2 separate regions of the Mus musculus genome follow, and region 1 is linked to region 2. The links are chromatin contacts, called in public Hi-C maps. All regions are on one chromosome and are shown on one strand. Each heading gives the region's core, a stretch centred on a gene start, on an enhancer-like site or on the middle of the called end of the contact. The rest is flanking DNA. Distances are from core to core; before and after follow the strand shown.

What was found. Hi-C and Micro-C count contacts between places; a contact is called where the count stands out from the background.
Region 1: a Hi-C map of muscle stem cells shows a contact between it and region 2, with 3 times the contacts expected there. The contact joins two enhancer-like sites. A contact is called at or near these places in 8 of 484 Hi-C or Micro-C datasets (cerebellum, forebrain, liver and 3 more) and 1 of 115 datasets of contacts at active chromatin or transcription factors (intestinal villus epithelium).

Annotation. Positions count from the first base shown.
Region 1 is chr3:130,677,156-130,683,957 of GRCm38.p6, forward strand. All of the region lies in intron 1 of Gm36373 (a long non-coding RNA gene), which reads right to left. Among named protein-coding and RNA genes, the nearest start is that of Gm36373, 12 kb to the right of the region's middle. Within about 2 kb of position 5,241, at least 20 of the 459 cell types and tissues checked have an H3K27ac peak or open chromatin away from gene starts, as enhancers often do. A contact at or near this core is called in muscle stem cells, where this site is marked.
Region 2 is chr3:130,490,509-130,497,951 of GRCm38.p6, forward strand. Col25a1 (collagen, type XXV, alpha 1) reads left to right here. Exons shown (of 38, transcript NM_029838.4): 11 at 3,818-3,844; 12 at 5,890-5,934. Among named protein-coding and RNA genes, the nearest start is that of Etnppl, 120 kb to the right of the region's middle. Within about 2 kb of position 4,208, at least 4 of the 459 cell types and tissues checked have an H3K27ac peak or open chromatin away from gene starts, as enhancers often do. A contact at or near this core is called in muscle stem cells, where this site is marked.

The DNA.
Region 1 (6,802 bases), core at 3,991-6,490, 190 kb after region 2:
CCTCTATCTTGTTCTCCCTCTATTCCTCTCCCTCCTCTTTCCCTCCCTCCCCCTCTCCTCCCCCCTCTCCTTCCCTGTTACCCTCTCCCTCCCCTTCCTTACCCCTTTATCCCTCTCCAGGCTCTGTCTCTCCCCTCACAGCTTTCCTCCTCCTCCAATGCCTCTCTGAAGAATTTATCACCGACAACGCTGTCTGGGTTGATTTCATTGTAGTGAGTTGTGTTACTATAGCTCTTCTATTGTAATAAAGTTTCATAGAATTTATAAATTTAAAAAAATAGTTTTGATCCTTTAGGTAAAGAGAATGAAAAGGTTGAGGGCTGGTAGCTTGAGAGACAAACTTGAAGATGTTTTAGCCCTTGGAGAACACTTCTCAGCAATCTGGGTCATTGGGAAAGCAATGGCGACGTGGCTGAGCGGAGCCCCGGAGGAAGAAAAGATGACGAAAGAGAAGGTGGAGCATCATCAGGTCCCAGAGCAGTGCATCAGCCGCTTTCTCAACCACTGTGACCAGATACCTGACCGCACACCTTAAGGGAGGAAGGGTTTATTATAGCTCCTGGTTTCAGGGAATCCTGTCTATCATGTCCCGGAAGTCATGAGAGCTGGGGCAGCTCCATCTCTAGATGCGGAAGTGTGCACTAACAGCTCCCCACATCTCAGTAGGTTAGAAAGTAGAGAGCACCAGCCTGAACCAGAAGCTGATGTCACCATGAAGGCACCACCCACAAACCCACTTCTGTTGGCCAAAGATCCCACAACTGCCGCAAACCAAACCCGTGCAGTGCGGCCAGCAGGGGAACACAGGCTAGGACGCATGAGCCTGCGGGTGGGTGTTTCCAACGCAAACCATAATGAATTCTGTGAGCGTTGCCTGGGTCTGGCCTCTGCAGTGTACCACACCAGACTGTGCAGTTATTGGTTCGTTCATTTGCTGATTCAACCGAGAGTCCTCTTATTTCTATATAAATGACTGATCTGCATTACTAGACCAACTTTGAGCCTGCCACCTTCATCCGTGCCTTCATTCAGTAACTGGCACCAAAGAGCCACCTTCCCTCATAGGCAGCAAGACAGAACGACCACGTGTAAACCGCTAAGAGTGCCTGGAAGACAATATGTTCTAAGTAAATGCTAGCTGCTGCTCTTTAATGGATGCTCATCTGCGTGTCAAACTATGAGTGGGTTTGTAGAAGGCTATCATGGCGCTCCAAGCCACCTCCGCCCAAACCAAACCCAATCCAACTCCAGACCACATGATCTCAGCTCATGCTTTCCCAGAGTCAGCCTATCTGAGTTCCTCCCTTCCCGGTGTTCCTCACATAAAACCCCCCACCCTACCCCTGAACTTGCCTGATTTTTCACTCCTTTCTTTCATTTTAACCCCCGAAAGAATTCTAGCTTCGGCTTCCTAGTCTGCACACTGTTCCCCTGACTTTTGCCACCACCACAGGAACGGAGTCCTGGCTTCTCCAGTACCTACGCTCGGGCAATTTTGAAAGCCACAGCACAGGGTGCTCGCTAGATTTTATTTTCCTTTTCTTCCTCTCACCATTTCTTCTAAGGCGACTTTCTCGTCTTGAGGTCTATGATACAGGTTCAAAACGGCGGTGATTAATAGACTTGAATTCATTCTTATACTCTCGCAGGAGTCAAATATTTATATTTGAGCTATGTCTACAATTTTCCTCAAATCTCCCTGTCTCCATTTGCCTACTGTAGAGAATGGAAATCTCATCAAATTCTTGCCGACCCCACAAGGGTAATATAAAGGTTAATGAGGCAATTTCCCAGCAGTTCCTGGAGTGCTGAGAGTGGATGAATACTGGGATTGCTGAGGACTTTCAGTGCTTATAAAAGACAGACGTTTCCCCCAGTCCATTAGATAAGAATTCTTAATTTTGAATTTTTTTTAGATCAAATTTTTTGAATGTAGTTTCTTTTGCCTTCACCTTTTTTGTGATCTCTCTCTCTCTCTCTCTCTCTCTCTCTCTCTGATGAATAGAGTTCTGAAAGAATCACATAAATTAGGGTAGGTTAATGTAACTAATTCTATTTATTTACATGTAAAGAGTTATTTTCTTTACCACAACAAGGATTCTACATTTATTTCTAAAGATGCCTTCTAAACAAAAGTTTCCATAAATTTTCAGAGAGACCTGAGACTCCTACCCTCATTCTGGTCATTTGATGCCAACTAAAATATCCTCAACGACAGTTACTCTACCATCTCTACCTACGTTTGCTCTTGTTCCATCCCTAAACTCTGTAACCAGTGGAAGAGTCTTGCTATTGGTGGGAAATGGCTCCATGGTGCTGTCTCCTTCCATCTGTAACCGCATCTCTCGCTCCCTCCTTCTGATCAGACATGATTGCTTCCTGCTCTCCTGAAGAAATGCAAGCAGTCAAGGGGACTTCCATGACCACTCACCACTGTGAACTCTGTCCCTATTCCTCCCTCTGTGAGCCACATGTGCTGTCTGTCACCCGCCTTAAGACACTGGGCCAGCCTTTTTCTTGTCACCTGTATCATCCAATCATCTCCTGGCACATGCCTGTTGCTTGTTTGTTCCACCTGGAAATAATCCTTCAGACCTCACTTGTCCCTCAGACTGGCACTCCTTGCTCTGCATCTTTTTGCAGAAGTCCTTGACAGCATTGTGTAAGCCCTGATCCAGTCTCTCCTCCGCTCCATCACTCCTGCATTCACACCCAAGCCTCCCTTGTTCTCTGGAACTGCCCTTCTTAAGGCCAGCCTTGACTGCAGCTCTCATGATTTCTCAGTCCTTACGCTATGCCACCTGGCAGAGAGGTGACACCTGGCTAGTTCGTTCCTCCCTAAATACTTTCTTCACTTGGCTCCCAGAACAACCCAACTGCCTAGGTTTCCCCCCGGAGGTTCTAGCTGTTTAATCTCAGCCTCTTTCTTGACCCGTCTCTGGTACAGATCACTGTTTCGCCTCCCTAACGCCCAGCCTTGTCTCAGCTCTGGTCAGCGTTCATCTCTGTTATTGCAGCTAGTCCCCACCACTGTCCTTACAGGGCATTCTCACCCCAACAGTCAAATCCGTACTGTTGGAGCTCAAGCCAAGATGTCTGTTCAAAAAACTCCAAGGCCTCCCCTCGCAACTGAAGCAAAAACCAGTCATTGCTATACCCTGCCAGACCGCTGTGACAGATCCTGGGTTCGCTCTCCTGTTACTTACCACCTTTCCCACCAACCCCAGCCATGCTGGCCTCCCCCCTGCGCCTTGGCTCGTACCCACCAGGCCACACTGATTCCAGGAACTTCATCTTTGTTCCTCCTCAGACTTTCCTCTCAAATACTGCCAAGACAAACTCCCTTTCTTATTCGCTCCCTATCACAGGAGGTCCTAAAGCTGTTGGGGACATCATCACATGTCACCACCTTCCTCAAGTCAGGTCTGGCTTTTCTTCTTTACTCCATAGCACTTATCATTTCTGCTCAAGTTTAATTCTTTCGTTGTTTGTCTTGACACTAGAATGTATGTTTCATGAAAATACCAAATTTTTCTGTGTGTCCATGTGTGTGCAGATATATCTGTGTACAAGTGTGCATATATATCTGTGCACAAGTGTGTGGAGGACCCAAAGGAAACCCAGGCATCATCCTCAAGAATGTCATCTGCTTCCTTTGAGACAGAAGCTCCCATTGGCCTGACATCAGCAGTTAGGCTAGTCTGGCTGGCCAGGGAGCCACGGGACCTTCTCTCTATGTCCCCAGCACTGGGACAAGTATGCACCACACATGGCATTTATACCTGGTTTCTGAAGGTGAACTCCATGTTCTTGTTCTTACAGCATAAGCACATTATCAGCTGAACTATCTCTCCAGCCCTATGGCAAGAAGTGCCATATATGTGTGTGTGTGTGTGTGTGTGTGTATGCTGAATATGTCAGTGAATACGGAAATGAATAGACGAGTGTATCAAAATTGTTGTGTTACTAAAACTGTAGAAATCTACATATTGGTTTTGAAGTCTGTCTTTGCTGTGGGTTAGGGCACCTCCACAGCCCACAGGGTTCCAGTGTTGCTGAATCACCCCTGGAGATGGCCCCTCTGTTCAGCTTCTCAGCATCATGTGCTGTCAATTTCTTTTCCTGCAGAACACAGGGATGTACTCAAGAAAGCCTGGCTCTCCAGCAGTTGTGTGCCAATCTCACTGTTAAACTACCTGAGAGACCCAAATGGGATTCTGTTCCTTCTCTGATAGTCAACAACATTACCAGATGCCAGTTTGATTGGACTTTGCCTCTGTTTGGTACCCAAATCCAGTTGATCAACAACTGGTCATTTCTATTTAGAGTTCAGCAAATTCTTAAGAAACCGGCTGTTCTGTGACTGTGACTCTCTGTTCTCGTAGTTCTCTCTCAATCAGTGTGAGCATAAACATTTAAGCTATATATCATTCAACACTCAGTGAACATTTAGAGAACTCCTTGCCCCCATGCACAGTGTGATGGAGGCACACGCAGTACATGGCCCTTGCTTGGAATCTGAAGACAAGTCTAGAAGTATAGACAGACTTGCAGGTTGACTCAGCACAATACAGCAAGCCCAATGGTGGACAAGCAGTAGTGAGAACACTGAGCAGAGAGTGAGGAGACAGACAGGAAGAAACGTGTTTTTAAGAGTGACAAACTGCTTTCTGAAATCAGGGTCCAGAATCCCAAAAACTTCTGCATTGCTGCTCCTGCTTCTGGGACCCTTAGTCACCAACAGAACTCAAAATGAGAGCTGTTCATGGACGGCCTTGAACCTGAACACTGTTTCAAAGCTCTGGTGAAAACTTGATTTTTGTTATATATATATCAACTTTATATAATGTTCTATACTCGTGGCATTTGATCTGTCCTGAGGAACTCTTCCCTGTGGTAGTCCCTGGTTGGGATAAAGTGATCAGGGTACCTTCTTGTTAAGCTTTCCCGTTTGACTCCAAGACTGCTGTCACTGGGACTTCAGAGGCCACACTTGACCCTCTAACTGCTGAAGAAGCCAAAGGCCTGGAAAAGCAGCTGCCCTTCCCCAGCGTGCCTGCTGACTTAGGTCACCCCGGCTTTCAGCAGTACCTAATTTGAAGACATATCAAGCGAATACATCAGTTTCTACTGTTTATTCCCTACTTAACACAAAGCAGCCTCACTTTTCCTCCAGACTAGAACTGGCCAACACAGCTCAATCCTGCTCCCTCCTCCTCCCTTGTGAGTTCAATTACAAAGGGTCTCTGCAGCCAGGAGAAACCGGTGCCAGGAGCCTGAGCTGGACACTCTCTCTTGTCTAAAGCGGTCTTGGAGGCAGCCTTTTCCTTTAAAGGGGCTCCAGAGCAGCTTCCAGGGCTGTGAATCAAATCCCAAGCCTAAGTCTGCCGGCATGCTCAATCGTGGTAACCGCTCGTCACTGGGGGGTTCTACAGTCTTCCTCCAGGGTAGTCCTCTCTGAACCAGGCTCATGTGTCTGTCCTGACCTACAACAAAGAACATGGAAAGACTGACTGTTGTCCCTTCTGTTCTTGACCTAACTGTAGAGGACAAATTCAGTCAGGTGTAGACCAGCATCATCCAGACCAGATGACAGGGCTCTTTCAGCCTGCATGGTCAAGTTGCCTTGATTACTCTACCAAGGACAGAAGAGGAAGTGTTCTTAGCAACCAACTTGTCAGCCCTGTGCCGTTGCTCAGGGTAGTCATGGTAGACTGGCTATCTAGTCATCTCTGCTGTCACCTCCACTGTCTGTCCCTCTGCATTTGTAGCTTTTGTGAACACTATCTCTGCCAGTCCTGCTGGTGTGTGTGTGTGTGTGTGTGTGTGTGTGTGTGTGTGTGTATGTGTGTGTGTCATTTTCATAGCTTATTGTGTTCTATCTCTGATAGTCTTGATAAAAGCTGCCGGCCAGCCCCTGTAGAGCTGCCCTAGGCTTACTCAACCTCTGTGGATGGATTCAGAGCAGAGCAGCTGAGCTACAGAATTCAGAGTATGGAGCCCTGGATGCTAACACTTGACTGTAATCACTTCTCTCAGACAGGAAGCATGTCAGTAGAAGCCCAAATGGTTCATCTATTACACGGCTCTGAACTCTTTGGCCTCTTTGCATCTTTCCGTGAAGAACAGCGTCCCTGAGAAATGTCACATAGAGAACAGTATTGTGGCCAGGTACTCAAAGCTTCCCCCCTTCTCAGTATCTCTTCTTACATCCTGGATTTAAAACAATCAACTTGAAGAGTCCTTTGAAGGATCTAAAAGTGCTCCACATTAAGTGTGACATCAAATCACAACTTGGCATGAATGTGTCTCCATTTCCTATGACATACCTAACTGTCCATGCCTAGCTTCCCAGGGGTAAAGCTCCTCCTAATTCAAGCCACCGATGGCCACTCCTAGGACTCAGACAAACCACAGGAGCACACCGCGTTTGACAAAAACTTTGCCTGTATAAGCTTTTGATCACCATATCCTCACCCGGATTCAGTTCTCTTCATGTTTGTCCACATCACACTATGGGGTATATCTCCCCTTCTCAAATGTAGTCTCCATGAAAGCAAGGATTTATATCTTCACTGTCCTATCACGTGCACTTGAAAGAATACTTCACAACTGTCAGAATCCTTTAGAAGAGATAAACTTAGTCCCCTGAGCATCTATGACAACGTGCGTTACAAAGTATCCCTCATTTCCGTGGACAGAAGCAACACAGGCACTCAAGTAAACTGCCCAGTAAGCAGAGCAAGTCAGTGGTGATAGGTGCACGAAGACTCTGGACAACGTCAGCCCTCTATACCTATTG
Region 2 (7,443 bases), core at 2,958-5,457:
AAGATGTCACATGAGCGAGGGAGGGAGCAAAGGACTTTGAAATGGGCATAGCTGTGCAGCACAAGGGGAGAGACCAGAGAGACACCTGAGAAGCCAGATGGACCAGGTAGGAGGAGTCGAGGGGTTCACTGGCCTGACATGCTGCTGGCTAAAGACAACCATTCCCTTGGGAACTATCACATTTGTTTACTTTATTTGCTCATTCTGTACTGAAGATTGAGTATAATCACTACAGTGGAATTTAGTAGAGTTGGGGTAAACAAGGACAATCAAGTATATTATACAATTCTTACTTATAAGCATCTCTCTAAATTTTGTTTTGCCTAATTCTCTGTATTTTCTGGCAGATCATGAAAATGATGTTTGGTGTATATTAATAATAATAGTGGTGTTCCACACTTTTTTCTATGACTTTTAAATCTTTAAATGAAGCTATTTCTACTGCAAAGAATTTTCCAACAAAAAACACATACTCTATAGCACTCAGAATGCTATATGTATATGTATATGCTATATGTATATGGACATGAAGATGTCTCAAGGTTCAAATTACACTTGATATCTCAAATTGAACTTAAAGAAATATGCCTTAATGTGTTGGTAATCTACACATAGCATAGCTTATAATTTTAAAACATTATTTTGAAAAATCAACTTTCCATTTTGGTTGTGTATAAAAAAATATTCAGAGTATAAGTGAACCTGCCATGAAAAGTGTCTAAGAAACACTATACAAAGAAAAATGGACCAAATGGATTATAACTCTATTCTGAAAACTGTTTTATTAAAATAACACTAAATAGAACTACTTTAGAAGTCTTGAACTACTGGAACCCTGTATTTAGTAGTGCAAAGAAACATTGTGTTCACTAGAGAATAATGCATTTATGACATCCTTCATCCAAGCCATTATTCAGGCTAAAAGTATAAGTTTAAGATTAGACAGGCTGAGTCAGCAAGCTGGCTCAGCAGATAAAGGCATTTTGTACACAAGCCTAACAGCTTTAGTTCAACTCCCAGAAGCCATGTAGTGGGAGATACATGAATCCTGAAAGTTTTCCTCTCATTTCCACACATTTATCATAGAATACATGCATCCACATTCATACACACACATATACATATGCACACACACATACTACAAACAACAGTTTTTTTTTAAAAAAGATTAGCTAAGCTAATGAATGATTCTATAGTATTGCCTATTATTTTATAAATTTACATTTGTCCAGAAACAAGGGCTAATCAGATGCACATGTCTTAACTAGCTGGTAACAACATGCCTTAATTTCCAAATTGATTTTGAACAGGAAACTTTAAGTTATAAGTTTATATTTAATTACTGCATTGTTACAGATATATAACAGTATCATCAGTTTAAATATATTTAAGACATATGTAAGAAAAAATTTGTTTAGTGCAGTTAAACTGAGAGTATGTATGTGTGTGTATGTGTGTGCATGTATATGTATTTATGCACAAATGTTTATATATTTACTGAAAAGTATGTCTGCACCTTGTATTCAGCTTTCCTCCTGATTGCCTTCTGGTAAGGATGACAGTTGGCCCCCTACCATTTTTCCTGCAGTCAGATTTAAGAATTATATGTACATTTTTGGTAACTGAGCATATATCTTGGCAGTGGAATTGCAAATAATCTATAAGATGTGTAGTCATAATTCAAAATTAATGGTAAATCTTTTTCATAAAAAACTGCTTTTATGAGTTTACAAAAAATAATACTAGTTTCCTAAACTGAGAGGAAAAATATTCAATTTCTTTGATTATTTGGTTTTGCATTAAAATATGTTAGTCTAATTTTATGTGATTAGTTGTTCTAAGTCTGATCTAATATGGCCATGCAACAAAGACCAAATTAGAAATGCCATGGATGTTAGTCTCCACTTAAACATGATGGAAAATTCTCTTATTTTCTTTTTAAATACCTCCCTGAAATGAAATACCCAATTTTAGTGAACGATGTTTAGCAGAGTTACATTTACAATGAGAATGCAGCCTTTGTGAATTGAACATATACATCCTCTGTCTAAACACTGACTGAATGCACTCCTCAGCATAGAATTTCCTTTCCAGCCCCACTTGTCTGGAAGGGAAACACTCAGGAGACACTTGAGAGCCTGGGATCCTGGACGATGATAAACCCAAGGCTTGTCTTCATTCTCGGATCCCCTATCACAGCTTGTAACTTCTGTCCTTGGTTAGCATTGACATCCATTTCCCAAACAATTTACATACGTGAGGAAATGATTAAGCATGTTTATGTGTTAGCCGGAAAGACCTGGTGGAGAAGGGCAAGCTGATATAGATGCAGGGGTAATTGATTGGGAGCCATCCCCTGGGACAGAGGCAAGGATGGATTCCAGAGTCTACCTGATGAATTGGCCTTGCACGGAGGAGGGGCTCCTCTTCCTCTGAGGTCCGTGTGGCCTTGGGTTGATGAGAGATCTAATCTGGAGGGGTTTTATACCTGATGGTCTACTGTTCTTTGCAAAATCTAAACTGGAGAAATTTCAAACGGAGGGGGAAAGATGGGTAGAGAGAATGTCCACCACTGCAGATAGCAAGCCTATTAAAAACCCAGTCGGTGGTTCTGGCTGTACGTCATCCAGGAATAAAAGTTGGTATGACACAACCCACATCCAATAACCCGAGGCTGATTAGAGAGGAAATGAGGCTTCCTGTGCGGGCTGATCAGAACAGAGGTGGGGAGCAGGTTCTCTGGGTGTTTCTAAACACTGTGTCTATTTAATTCTTTTAAAATTCACGACCCTTCTCCCCCAATAGTCATGCTCATGTTTTATGTCATGTTACAGGGTATGAATGTCAGATGCTGACTAACGGAAATGTCCCACAATGAAAATAAGCCTTTAGGGTCATGTGGTGGACCAAAGAGCTCTTGTGTGAAGTTGTAGCATCTATAAATTCACTAAAGACACCCAAATCAAGTACATTTCTAAATGTATACTAAAATGAATGCCCCATATCTTTATTTAAAAATAGCATAAGGAGTCAGAAATAAGGTTGTAGCTCTGTGGTGTTTTTTCCCCCCCACTGTCGGAAAGCCATGCCTTCATCTAAATTAAGCCAACAGATCCTAGCACTGACTTTGTGGTTGAAGGACTGCTTAATTTCGTAACTGTCACATTTACATTTTCTAAGTAAATATCCCCCTTCATCTCACTAAATACTGTATTCTGCCCGCCTCTCAGATTGCACCCTGACAACTGCTGGTGACCTCCCTGTTCCCTCTTCAGGTGCGCACCAGGTGCTTGCCATTAGCCTTGGCCTCCCCGAGTTTGTAAACCAGATTTTGTGCGGGTCAGTTGACCACGTTTCCTAAGAGCAAAATATAGCACGCTTCTCTGCAGCGCCTTCCTTGCAAAACTGCTTCTCAGGGGTTTACAGATGGAGGCGCCCTGGAATGTGTCTGTTTTCTTGGGAACTGTATTGCATTCTAACTGCTTCTAGCAACAACATCCTCAGCCCTCCAAATGTGGCCGATTTAATAGACTGGTAGGTATATCATGAAGGAAACGCACTGGGACCCCAAGAATTTTCTTCCCAAAAGAAGAAATCAGATCCCTCTTGTATGTAACTAATGGTTTTCTAAAATTAATGTATTTTTATAAAAAAACATTTTGTATTTCCAACGGAGAAATTTTCTTCTCAGCATATTTTAGGGGACCTTACAGCATAGGACAGCTTGTTAGTTGATGAATAGAATTGCTGGTTAGTTGGTTATCTAAGCCTAAATGGAAGTATTATTATGTTAATTGAATTGTTCTTTCCTCTTTAGGGACCTCTGGGGCCTCCAGGACAAAAGGTAGGCTGTGCTTATCAGTGCTGAGAAAGTACTTAAACTCCTTTGTCTAAGGAAAGCAAGAGAACTGTGTGGAATTAGCAACCATAAGCCATGCTGAGAGAGTCGGTCTCCTTTGTACATTCTGCTTTCTAAAAAATGTCCTGCTATTATACATTAGAATATGCCTTCAATTTCCACTCTCTTTATTGGAGACTATTTGGTAAGCCCAGAAAGGCTTCTTGAGCTGAACTTGTAGGTTATGGAATATTTAATGCAAATATTGGTAACACATTCTGACAGCATTTACAACATAGAGGATCATGTGACACTGCAAATTGATTGCTGGCCTTGGTCAAATATGTAACTGCCAAGTGGCCACAGAGCTGACCCGAAGAGAGGATATGCTCCTTGCTTGCTTCGCTGCGCTGCTTGGCTCACTCAGTGTCCCCTTGGCTGAGGCAAACTGAAAAGTGACTTCCTGATTATAATTTCAGCCTTAGCCACAGTCAACAAATGGCATTCTAAAGGGGAGGATCTAGGGTTCTGAGACCCGACCAATGGTACTGCAGTAAATACGGCAATAGCCGATAGGTGGCGCTTTGCCATTGAACACCAGGAAGCCCCATGCACTAATATAATAACCTCCCACCCTGAACGGGGAGGGAGAGGATGTTCAACTTGCAGAAAGTTCTAGAAAACCATTGTGCGGTAACATGCGGGAAGGGGATTGCGCTTTGTCTTTGGACTCCATCAAAGATAGAGACTTTGATCCCCAAGTGCCAGGCATGTGGCATCTGGTGAAACACAATCCTTCGAACCAAGGCGGAGCCCCTGCACTGTGAGGCGTCTTGCATACCGGAACAGTTTGTCCCTTGCAATAATGTCTCTATTAAGCTCAGTGTGAAATTGTAAAGCTAGCCTGATCCACGTACAACCAGGATAAAATGCCGGCTCCAGACTTGAAGGCCTCCCTTAGTTCCCACACCGCAGGATCACGGGATGAATTAAGGAACTTGCCAGCTCAATTTGTTTGGCGTATACTTTTTTTCCAGTGAGCTATTTTTAGAGCAGTTTCATGATGATCATTGCTATTTAATAAGATCGTTGTCCCGTTATTATAATAGAAATTTAATATAGAACTAAGAAAAATCTGTTTTCTTATTCTATGTTAAGAATAAGCAAAAAAATAAAACATATGTATATGTATGTATATGTATATATGTATATGTGTATACACACACACACACACCTTGTCTAGAGCCTAAAAAGAGAAGTGGCAAGGAGTAAATGACATATTTATTAATGTTCCCTGTGTTTATTTAAGTGTCATGGATTGTACCAGGTAGTCACTGGCTTTCCTACTGTAAGTTGAGCCCTCTGTATGGAGCCATTCATCCCCAGGCAATGGGTATATGTGCTCATGTTTACGTATTCAGGGACCTTCATATTCAACATATAAGAGTCGCATTGTTCTGGGTCACTACACATTCGTGATGCTTTCGTGAGTCTCCGTTAGAAGCCATGTCAATACTTAAGTGACAAAAATACTTCCTGAAAGTCAAGAGGGGACATGATCCAAATATAATCAGTTTGAGTCTCTAGCATAAGGGCCTCCTGTAGTAGTATAAGCAGTTGCTTTTTAAATTACCTTCTGTTTGTGTTCTATAAACTTGGCAAGTTCAAGAGTTGCTGCGACTCCTCAGCTTTTTCCAGGTGGAACTAAATTATCTATGTCTTTAAAACAAAATTTGGAGCCATGTGGCCCCCTGAAAGTTATGGCTTTCAATTTATATGAGATTCTATAAATTGTGTTAGAGTTAAGTGAATATTTGGAAAGAATATTAAAGTTTGTCTCTACTTTCTAGGAAAGTATGAGGATCTGCCTAGGTTACTAAATACCAGAACACAGTGGATAACGTCTAGGGAACACAGCCTTAAAAACCTTTGCATGGAAGCTATAGTATGTCTTAGCCATGCAAAACTGTGTCTGACTAATAAATGTCACACAGATTTGGAGCTGAAATATTACACGATCATGATAGTAACTTAATCATGTGCATTTTTAGGGTTCCATTGGAGCACCTGGGACCCCAGGCATGGATGGGCAAAAGGTAAGTTCTGCTTACTGTAGCATTTATCACATAATTTGAAGACTACTAGAGCCACAGAACACTACTAGAGTCATAGGCAGATATGTTATTAATATTCTTATATGTAAATACAGGAAAGCCGAGGAGCAAATGTCCAAATGAGTTGACTTTAGGGAAGCGGTAATCCCAGACTAAAACATTTCCGCTGTAAGAGTTTTGGATGTGTTCGGTTTTGTTAAGTTACTGTAGCAGATGTAAGGGAGATACCCTACTTACCATTCAAACAGGACACACTAGTTCATTCTGGTCCTGGGTACTATATGCTATTTCTTTGATTAAGAAAAGTTATTTATATAAATATATAAGCATATATAAGTTTTCATATTAAAACCTTCTGAACAAGAACAAAGTTTTCACCATTAAGCAAACTTGGGAACAAAATGGACTTTCCTATACTCTTATTATTAACTTCTGCTGTGCTGTTTAATAATGAAGGGGATCAGAAATAAGGAAAAGTGTGTGTGTGTGTGTGTGTGTGTGTGTGTGTGTGTGTATTTGTGTATGTGTGTGTATGTGTGTATGTGTATGTGTGTGCCTATGTGTGTGCATACATACACATATCCTTCTGCATATACACGTCTCTTTGCATGTGTATATTTATTTCCATAACATTTTTATTATTTGGAGACATCATCTAACATTATCCCACAAGTAAGCCTGGTGTGTCTGTGCACTTGACATGCCTACCTACAAGCTCTCCAGTCTGGAACCTCTACAGAGATGAACAAAGCCACTCTGGGAGCTAACAAAACCCAGAGCTGGCCCAGCCCTCCCAGGGGACTGGAAGCTGAGCTTGGGACTTTCCTGTCTCTCTCTGAAATCTGGATCTAGCCCTTAGAAATCTCATGACTCATGTACTCCTCTTCCAGAATATTTTAATGCCCTGTACCCTGGACTGAGTTCTGAAATCGCACAAGGATCCCAGCTCTGACCAAGAGATCAGACTTATACATGGTCTTTCATCTCACCCATCTTCCTGTCTCTCTTAGGACCTCTTAAACCTACAAAGTAGCTAAGAATAAGAGTCCACTACCTACGTGCTGTGTAGCTTTTTGTCAACGTCTTTGCATTTTCTGCCCTCCTTTTACGCCTCTGTATGAGAAAGACATCACAATTCCTGCCCCAAAGGGTCCATGCAACTTTTCCTATGTTTCATTTTAGTGAAGGTTTGATATTCCAAAGAGGCAATTCAGAATTACTCAAATTCTAAGGAAATTAATACTCCTAATCAAGGTTCATAGAGCCCTTATTTCATAGCCAGACAGCCATGCCAGGGCCCCGTTTATACTTCAGTGAAATGTATAATTCCCCCTACCCCCAATCCTGTTAAAGACAGAAGATTAATTTTCCATTTAAACACTGCAGCTCATGGAGGGAAAATCTGGTTTTTAGAAAACACTGAAAATTGCTTGCCATGAGGGAGATTTGAAGACTGCCTAGTTGGGATGCCCTTGACGTTGATGAAGGCCA